Regions from separate parts of the Drosophila melanogaster genome. Here region 1 is linked to region 2. A link is a contact called in public Hi-C data. All regions are on one chromosome and are shown on one strand. Each heading gives the region's core, a stretch centred on a gene start, on an enhancer-like site or on the middle of the called end of the contact. The rest is flanking DNA. Distances are from core to core; before and after follow the strand shown.

Evidence for each region. Hi-C and Micro-C count contacts between places; a contact is called where the count stands out from the background.
Region 1: a contact with region 2 is called in a Hi-C map of the Kc167 cell line, with 2.8 times the contacts expected there. The contact joins the promoter of spoon here to the promoter of Pdha in region 2. A contact is called at or near these places in 5 of 107 Hi-C or Micro-C datasets (the D17-c3 cell line, the Kc167 cell line, the ML-DmBG3-c2 cell line and 1 more) and 1 of 6 datasets of contacts at active chromatin or transcription factors (the Kc167 cell line).

What each region holds. Positions count from the first base shown.
Region 1 is chrX:5,417,641-5,422,154 of dm6, forward strand. spoon (spoonbill) reads right to left here and starts at 2,696. Exons shown (of 5, transcript NM_167034.2): 1 at 2,554-2,696. The coding sequence starts at 2,598. It overlaps Usp16-45 (Ubiquitin specific protease 16/45), which reads left to right and starts at 3,893. Exons shown (of 5, transcript NM_167037.2): 1 at 3,893-4,027.
Region 2 is chrX:4,700,006-4,704,407 of dm6, forward strand. Pdha (Pyruvate dehydrogenase E1 alpha subunit) reads left to right here and starts at 2,320. Exons shown (of 5, transcript NM_167017.3): 1 at 2,320-2,586; 2 at 2,687-2,887; 3 at 3,550-4,114; 4 at 4,190-4,402. The coding sequence starts at 2,527. It overlaps ctp (cut up), which reads left to right. Exons shown (of 3, transcript NM_167015.3): 3 at 1-2,029.

The DNA of each region.
Region 1 (4,514 bases), core at 1,446-3,945, 720 kb after region 2:
AACGGTACACAATATGCAATTTTGTGTAGAATAACTTTGAAAACAAAGTAAAGAGCTTTGAATTTGCGTTTAAATTTAAGCGAGAATTTCAAATATGAAATCAATTTTGAAGAAAAGTGTGAGATTAAAGGGCTAATTTGTCAACACCATCCACATGAACGTTGTTTTTTAAATAACGACATATGCATGTTGTTATATTTGAAAAAACCTATTTAAAGGTTTCGAATTGGTTTTGCAAGTCACGAGACCCGCCTGCATGTGCTCGTCTGCATAAGTGTGCGTGTGTGTGTGTGTGTTTGCCAGTGTGTTTGATTTTGGTTTTTTCCTTTCTGAACTTTTGCGTATTAATAGCAACAAATAAATACGTAAATATAGACAACAACACAAATGCCGAGAGAGAGAGAGACAACGAGAGAGAACGACGAAAAAGGTGCAAAGCGATTTTTGAATGCCACGCGGAAGGGAAAAACGCAACGGGAGAGAGCGAGAGAGATGGAGCGATAGATCGCATGCAAAGAGCGCGTGCGCAAGAACGCAAAAGAGCGTCGGCGAAGAACGGAAGAGAGGCGCAAGAAGAAACCGTTACGTTTACGTATGGCAATGGCAAATGTTACGAAATCATTACAAAACAAAACTAAAAGTTACGAAAACAACAGCTTTGCCAGAAATTCATCACCTATTCACAAAATAAATGTGTGTTTTTGTATTACCACTAGGATAAAACTGAATTCGTTGCTTCTTCCGGTTTCGTTTGTATTTTATGTCGTTTTATGGCATCAATTCGCTTCGGCTTATTTTTTGGAGTTTCTTCTATGCTTTTGTTTATTTTCTTTCTTTTTTTGTTGGGTTTCGATATGCCGGCGAAATTGTTCGAGAGATTCGAGATATCGACTGCTCGATATATGAAGGGAAACTACTTTGCACGCCTTCTAATTGCCAATTCCTCTGGCTTTTTATTTGTATTATTTTTTTTATTTCGGCACCGATTCTCCGCTCTTCACTCCATCCGCTCTTCCGCATCGGCATACCCCCACCAACCCGCGAAAAAAGAGAGGATGCGTGGTGGCAAGTTTTTATTTAGCGCCCCTTTCCACCCACACACACACTCATCCCACCAAGCGGAAACGAGACAGAAAGCCGGAGAGAAGAAAAGAGAGTGGCGAGCTCATTAGAACAAAGAAATCCGAAAACCGTTAATCAAAATCCATTCAAATGGATTGTAAGACGCTCCTTCGAATTTGGTCAAAATTTCCGGGGCCCGAAAAGTGCAAGTCATGCCGAACAGTAGTTTAAAGCCATGAGATCTTTAGTACTTTTAAGTTACTCACTATAGAACCGATTTACCCACTATACTCCCGCTTCCCCCCATCCACAATATCGTCACTTTGTTAGGGCCCAAAGGTCCTCCTGTTACACAGTGGTCAGATGATAAGCTCAATCGACAAGCAACTGAAACACAAACATACATTGTATGTATGTACATATGTATATGTATATGCATATGTATATGTATAAATGTACATATAGCGACAGATCAACGGTTGATGGGAGCATGCAGGGGGTGGGGGATAAGGGGCCTAGTGGGGTGCTATAAAATGGCCATGGAAGGGCAACTGGCCAGACAGCTGTGGCATTTCCTAATCGTCGAAACCGGGTGACGGGAATTTTTCAGATTACGTTTTATACCCTTTGCTTAGAGTATTAAAACTTGTTGACAAAGCTTGCCACATTTTGCCTAAAATTCTTAATAAATGGATATGCATAAGAGCAGGGAGAAGTGTAGTTTTACACGTATTCGTATCAACTCTTGAATTAAAACGACAAAATGTAAGATAAGGGCACAACAACTTCGCAATGGTCTTCTAGTTTTTGTTATTTTTTTTTTGTATTTCCTACACTGTAAGCTTGTTTATACATGAATATTGATGTGTCTGCGTGTCTCGGCATGCAAACAAACATGTTTAGGCATGTTTTTTGTGTGCCTTTCGGTTATTTGTTATTTTCTGACTTTGAACTTGCACATTGTTGTTGCTCCAAACTCGAATACCAGTGCGGCCAAAAGAAGAGGAAGCCGTCGAACGGGGAGGTGAAGCAACAGCCTAAAAATTTGAAATTCCCCCGAACAAGCGAGAATGAGCGACACAGAGAGGCAAGCCAGAAGAGAGCACCAAAACAACAACAAATCAGGTGCAACAACATTGCCAGCTAGCCGAAAAAGTCCACATTGTTATAATCTTGGCAACGTGGTTTCCGATCATATGGTGGCCAAAAATGGGCGGGGATTGTATAATCGGGGGATATACTACTTTATATGTGTATACATATGTATGTATGCATAGACGCAATGTTTTCTTTGTGGGAGTGGCAGCTCCTTTTCGCCTTTGTTCTCTTTCAGGCGTAAAAAAACCGAACATTAACGGTGAAAGCTGTAACACACACAGACGCACTTATGCTCGGCATGTGTATGCGTGCGATTGTGGGTGTGTGTGTGTGTGAGTGCTGTCATTGTGTAATCGCCGAATTGAACTCCAAATTTTTTCCATAACCACTTACTGTCACTTTGCCGGAACAACAACAACAGCGGCAAGGCAGAGTCATACACTTAACAAAAAGTTGACAAAAAAAAGGTAGTTAAAACGTTGGCTATGGTACCGGGAAAGAGGTGCGAATAGAGCTCAAGACACGGACATTGGAACAAATCCACACAGAACAGAACATGACACCATTTTCCGTCACATCTCTCTGTTTTGGCAAACACACACACGCACTTTTTTTGTACTAGGTTATGTTCCGCGTGCTGCGATTTCTTACCTTTGTGAACCGCTTGGGTAACTTATTTTGCTCACTATCTTTGGGTGCTTTCAAAGCTATCTACTGCACACGCGAGTTGTGTATTGTTTTTGCTTATTTGCTGGCGATTTACTGTCGTTTTCTCAACGCTAAAGTGCTGCACGAATTAAACACGTGTCTACGTTCCACCTTTTACAAATCACAATAACATGGCCGGCGTGCGGCAGTGTTGCCATGCATCCGCAAAACTCTGGCAATCGGAGCTGCCTGCTTAATCACCCGCACTCGCGATGGCCAAATCCTCGAATTACAAGAGCCTTTGTGCACACAAAAAAAAAATATAGAAAAAATCACTTCACAGTTTGAATCGCAGCCCAATTATTTCTAGAAAGCCGAAAAACGTGTGCACGGAGTGCTGGTTATCAAATCGAATGGCAGCACATGCACAAACAGGGCTGCCCACGCTCATCGATAGGTATCGATTGGGGCAATAGGTATTTTCTTAGGCGGCGTTGCCACCGAATGTGCACAAAAGTGTTGCAAATTTCGCGATATTTCGTTACGATATTTTGTGGAGCAATACTTTTGGGCATTTGTAATTTTCCAACGTAGTTCTTGGGAAGTTCTGATTTCATTTTGTCTTACCACAATATGCTTGTTCATGCGAATTTCAGCCTATTTTTTGTCAGTATAGCGCACTATAAATCGATAATTTCGAAATAATATTTATATAGGAGCAGATAGCGACTTCAATATCTCAAAGAAAACAATCACTAAAAATCTTCTTTTTAATTTAACACAGTGATGTGTGTAATTCCAAATGATATTTTTTTAAATTTATAAAGCGGCGCAAAATAAAAAAAAGACCAAGCTAGTTAGTAGTGAATGCATACATAGATTTTTGAAATCCCTTCAATGATTTAATTACCTCCTGTTTGAGCGAAGAACATAAGCAGTGTGGATAATTAATTAAAATAATAATAATAGCAATTATTTGCAGCATAAGTTGAATGATATAAATGAATTATTTGCACATGTTTCGAGACCCTATAGTTTCTGACAACGGTTCAAATTGACCACACGCGAGATTTGCGACGAAAATAAGCAACGGTCACACTTGGTCACGTCGTTCACGTTTTCTATTTACGCATAAACGAATAAAAAGCGCCTAAAAGTGCTATAAAACATATATGTTGTGTGCTCATGTGCTACACATATCGCAGCGAGTAAATTTAAGGTAGTAGGCAGATCTTGTTGTGCATGTGTGTGGGTAATCACAGTTCTAGTTTTGTAATTTTTTATATTTCCTACACTGTAAGCTTGTTTATACATGAATATTGATGTATGTGCGTGTCTCGGCATGCAAGCAAACATGTTTAGGATTGTTTTTTGTGTGCCTTTCGGTTATTTGTCATTTTCTGACTTTGAACTTGCACATTGTTGTTGTTCCAAACTTGAATACCATTGCGGTCAGAAGAAGAGGAAGCCATCGAACAGAGAGGTGAAGCAACAGCCTAAAAATTTGAAATTGACCACACGCGGGAGTTGCGACCCAAATAAGCAACGGTCACACTTGGTCACGTCGTTCACGTTTTCTATTTACGCATATACGAATAAAAAAAAGTGCATAAAAGTGCTGTAAAACATATATGTTGTGTGCTTACGTGCAACGCATATCGCAGCGAGTAAATTCAAGGTACTACTCAGATCCTGTTGTGCATGTG
Region 2 (4,402 bases), core at 1,070-3,569:
ATATGATGAAATATTGCAAAATAACAATTTATCTTGCAATATAGCTATTATAAATGATTCAAACTATCGGATGACAGGTTAATAAGGTTGTCAAATTTTGTTGGATTGTTTGCAAAGGATATTACAAGTGATTGCTAATTTCTTTCTGTGTGCTTAAACAATGTATTATTCATTGCTTACGAGCAAACCAAATCGGTGCGTGTTTGGACATGGATTTTTCCCACCTCCCAACCAAGCCATCCCCCCGCCCCCTCTAAACCTTTATTTACTCCTTTGCCTGGATTTTGCCAAACAACGGCAAGCCAGCAAGAACATGAAACCATTGCAATAAAACCATAGCAGCAACAAATTACACGCAAATCAAATATTATGTGTATGTGTATATGTATTGTCCATCCACAGCAGCAAAGTATGCAACAAAAATTTTTGTAGAAACTGCAAGCAGTTTTTTTTTTTTTTTTTTTTTTTTTTTTATCGATGATGTTTTTATTATTTGATCAACGCACTGTTACCCATGCGGCAACTTAATTTGATCTGCTTAAATTATTTTATTTTACAATGTGTCTTGGTTACTTAAGACTAACAGATTTTTAATCCTAAAAAAGATAGGGAGAATTATAATAGTTGATATAACATAGTAATTATTATTTATTTGATTATTCTAATGAATTTTAAAACTAAGACTTTCTAGGTCAAAACCAGGTTAGGGAGGTCATGAGGGTGGTGTGCAAGCAGTAATAAAACAAAAAGGCGGAGAAAGTCGAAAGCAAAAGCAAAGACAAAATAAATAATTATCATCTTGTCGTTTATATAAGTGTGTGCTATGTGTTTCTCCGAATCGGATTTATGTTATATAAAACAGAAGAACAGTAACAATTTAAAGGCAAATTTCAAGGAATGAAAGCGAACAGTAATAAGAAACAAGGAAACCAAAAAGTAAATATATATATTCATGCAAGAAATACAAAATAAAGTAAACATTGGTGTAAATTAAGCAAGAACCTAAGTAAAACCTACTAAAAACAACCAAAAAAAATAAGAAGCTTAATACGTAATTTCCTGAAAACAACAGAAGACATATGCAGAAATCACACACATTTACCGTTACTTTTCACACACATACAGCACCTCTCTCTCTTTAGCTATTGCGTTTTAGATTATTGCTCAGCACGTTTTTGCGTAGACACAAAACTATTTATGCTAACGGTAAGATAGAACCTCCTCTCTCTCTCTCACCCACACACACACACACCTCCCCCACTTACACACACACAAGCACTCGCAAAAACAAGAAGACGAAGAGAAAAACTAAATTTTTTTCTTATAATCGGAATGCCGGATTTCTAACGGGAAAGGAAACAAAAACACAACAGGACTTCTAATAAGTGTTTATACATACAAATATATATATATATACATGTACATGTATACATATGAAACAAAACAAAAAACAAAGCAAAGCATAATTTTTTGTCATAATGCAAAATATTTGTGTGAGAAACCAATTTTTGATGTAACAGAAAAACGCGCGAAAAATTGAATATGTGTAACGGTAACAGAGCAAAAGATAGATAAAAGAAAGTAAAAAATTTATTTCATTCGCTTAGTTTTTCCCAAACGATCGATCCATTTCCTCATTTTCCGTTAGTAACTTTTAAACTCAAATCTTTTAGCTGCCATTTCTAAAGCAAAAAAAAAAAAATGAAACAACAAACCGAGAAACCAACAAATACAAAAACTAGTTTAAAATCTTAGTTTGTAAAGCGTTTATTTGAATTTAACTGTTTAATTCTACTTTACCTATTTCTATTTAACTGGTTTTTTGTGCAAGGAACAAACATTACTTAAGTTTTTGTAAGAGATTAGTGAATTATGTGAGCTGAGTGCGATATAGAGCAGTATTGCAATTGCAACTGCAATCGCAAATGTGGATTTATGGAGGCAATTTCAAGTAACAATACGAGTAAGAAATGAGAAAGCAAACAAAAACCAAATGAGATCTTCAATGTGAAATAAAAGTACTTCTTTGAAAACCCTCGTTTTATTTGGGCGGCAAAGTAATATAAAATGTGATTGAGTAAGTATTTATTCGAGTATTTCAATAACCGCCAAACACTACTATTATTTTGATATAACATTGTGTGACACATTATATAAAAGCTTATTGAATATTTTACGTAAACATTTATATTTCAAGTTATATTGAAAAAGAAAGTTCGATAAGCTAATTTAGTATTTTTTGAAAACAGGGAAAGCTGCAGTATTTTATTTAGGGTCACACTAATAGGCCAAGTGGTGCGTTATTTTTCGCTATAACGCCAAACGGTTGTTATAGTTGTGCAATATAGTAGTTGATAAACTAATCTCGCTACCTTTTTTTCCGATTGTTTAACTTACAACGACGCGCGGCGGTGCGACTGAGACACCAGATATATAGCGTGCGATTCTAGATCCGGACAATCCGCATATAGAAAGCCCCCATTCACATCCAATTTCTGTCAGTCGAACGAGAATAACACAGCGAAAATGTTGCGTACTCTGTCACGCGTTAGCGAATTGCCCATTATTGTTAAGCAACTGCAAAAAGTACGTAATCCCAATCCCGCTTTGCACCCACTAACATTTCTAATTGTTGTCACTAAAAATGCAATTGAACAAATCCATTCGATAATGAAAACACTAAAAGCGTTGCCATAACAACAACAACAACAACATCATCATCAGCGGATGTCGGATACTTAGCAACAACAACAACAACAGCAGCATCGATATCATCAGGAATGGGAGATATTCATCGTCGTTTTTCGGTTTATTCCAGAATGCAGCCCAAGCAGGTGTTTCGAAAACCAACAATTATGCCACGGAGGCCACCGTTCAAGTGAATCGGGTGCGTATTATAGCATTAAGTACTTGTAACTCAGGAAAATTCAAAAGTCGGAAGGGAAAAAATACGGTTACATAATGCGATTTTCGCCAGATAGCAAACGGTTTGCGTGTGTGTGTGTGTGTGTGTAAGTGCAGGGTTGCATTTTGCCGGTCAATCCGCTCATTTTCAAATGACAAGGTCACGCAGTAATTTGTAGTTTTCCGTCTCCCACGCTCTTTATCACCGTCTGCCTTTTGCGTGGCCGACGCGTGACTGTTCACGCACCATATAACATATAGTCTTATCAACGATCCGCCGATTTTCACCCTCTCTCTCTTTCTCTCCGTCTGTCTGTCTGGCTCTCTGTTTACGTCGATTCTCACGCCATAAATTAGCCGCCATAAATCCAAATTTGGTTTTTGGAGCATACTTCCGAAAATCCTCGATATGTGGTTATAGCTCTCTATAGATTAGTATACTTTGATTAGAGAAGCTTGAAGCCTATGGTTATTTGGTTTATCCAATCAAACTGCTATCATTTTATTACTTATCATGCGTTCCAAACGTTTCCGTTACGTTCTTATCAGATGTGTGTGTCAGTTGTTAATGTAAAAGTAGAAAACGTTTTTAAAATTAATGAAGTTTAGGGATCTAAATTCTAAATATGCTTTCCAACTTTGCAGCCCTTCAAGCTGCACCGCCTGGACGAAGGACCCGCCACGGAAGTGAAGCTGACCAAGGATCAGGCCCTCAAGTACTACACACAGATGCAGACGATCCGTCGGTTGGAGACGGCCGCCGGTAATCTGTACAAGGAGAAGATCATTCGCGGCTTCTGTCATCTGTATTCCGGCCAGGAGGCATGCGCCGTTGGCATGAAGGCGGCGATGCGGGATGTGGACAACATCATCTCGGCGTACCGTGTCCACGGATGGACCTACCTGATGGGCGTCTCACCCAGCGGCGTACTGGCTGAGCTCACCGGTGTCCAGGGTGGCTGTGCCCGCGGCAAGGGTGGCTCCATGCACATGTACGCACCGAACTTCTACGGAGGCAATGGCATCGTGGGTGCTCAAGTTCCTTTGGGTGCCGGCGTTGGCTTGGCCTGCAAGTACAAGGGCAATGGCGGCATGTGCCTGGCCCTCTACGGTGATGGTGCCGCCAATCAAGGACAGGTGTTCGAGGCTTACAACATGGCCTACCTGTGGAAACTGCCTGTGATCTTTGTCTGCGAGAACAACAACTACGGTGAGTGCTGTAGAAAGTGGAACAATGCTAAAAGATATTTACTTAAACCAAATGTTGTATAATTATACCCATTAGGAATGGGCACCAGTTCTGAGCGTGCTTCCTGCAACACTGATTACTATACCCGCGGCGACGCTCTGCCCGGAATCTGGGTGGACGGCATGGATGTGCTGGCCGTGCGCAGCGCCACCGAGTTCGCCATCAACTATGTGAACACTCACGGACCTTTGGTGATGGAGACGAACACGTACCGATACTCTGGACACTCCATGTCCGATCCGGGCACAT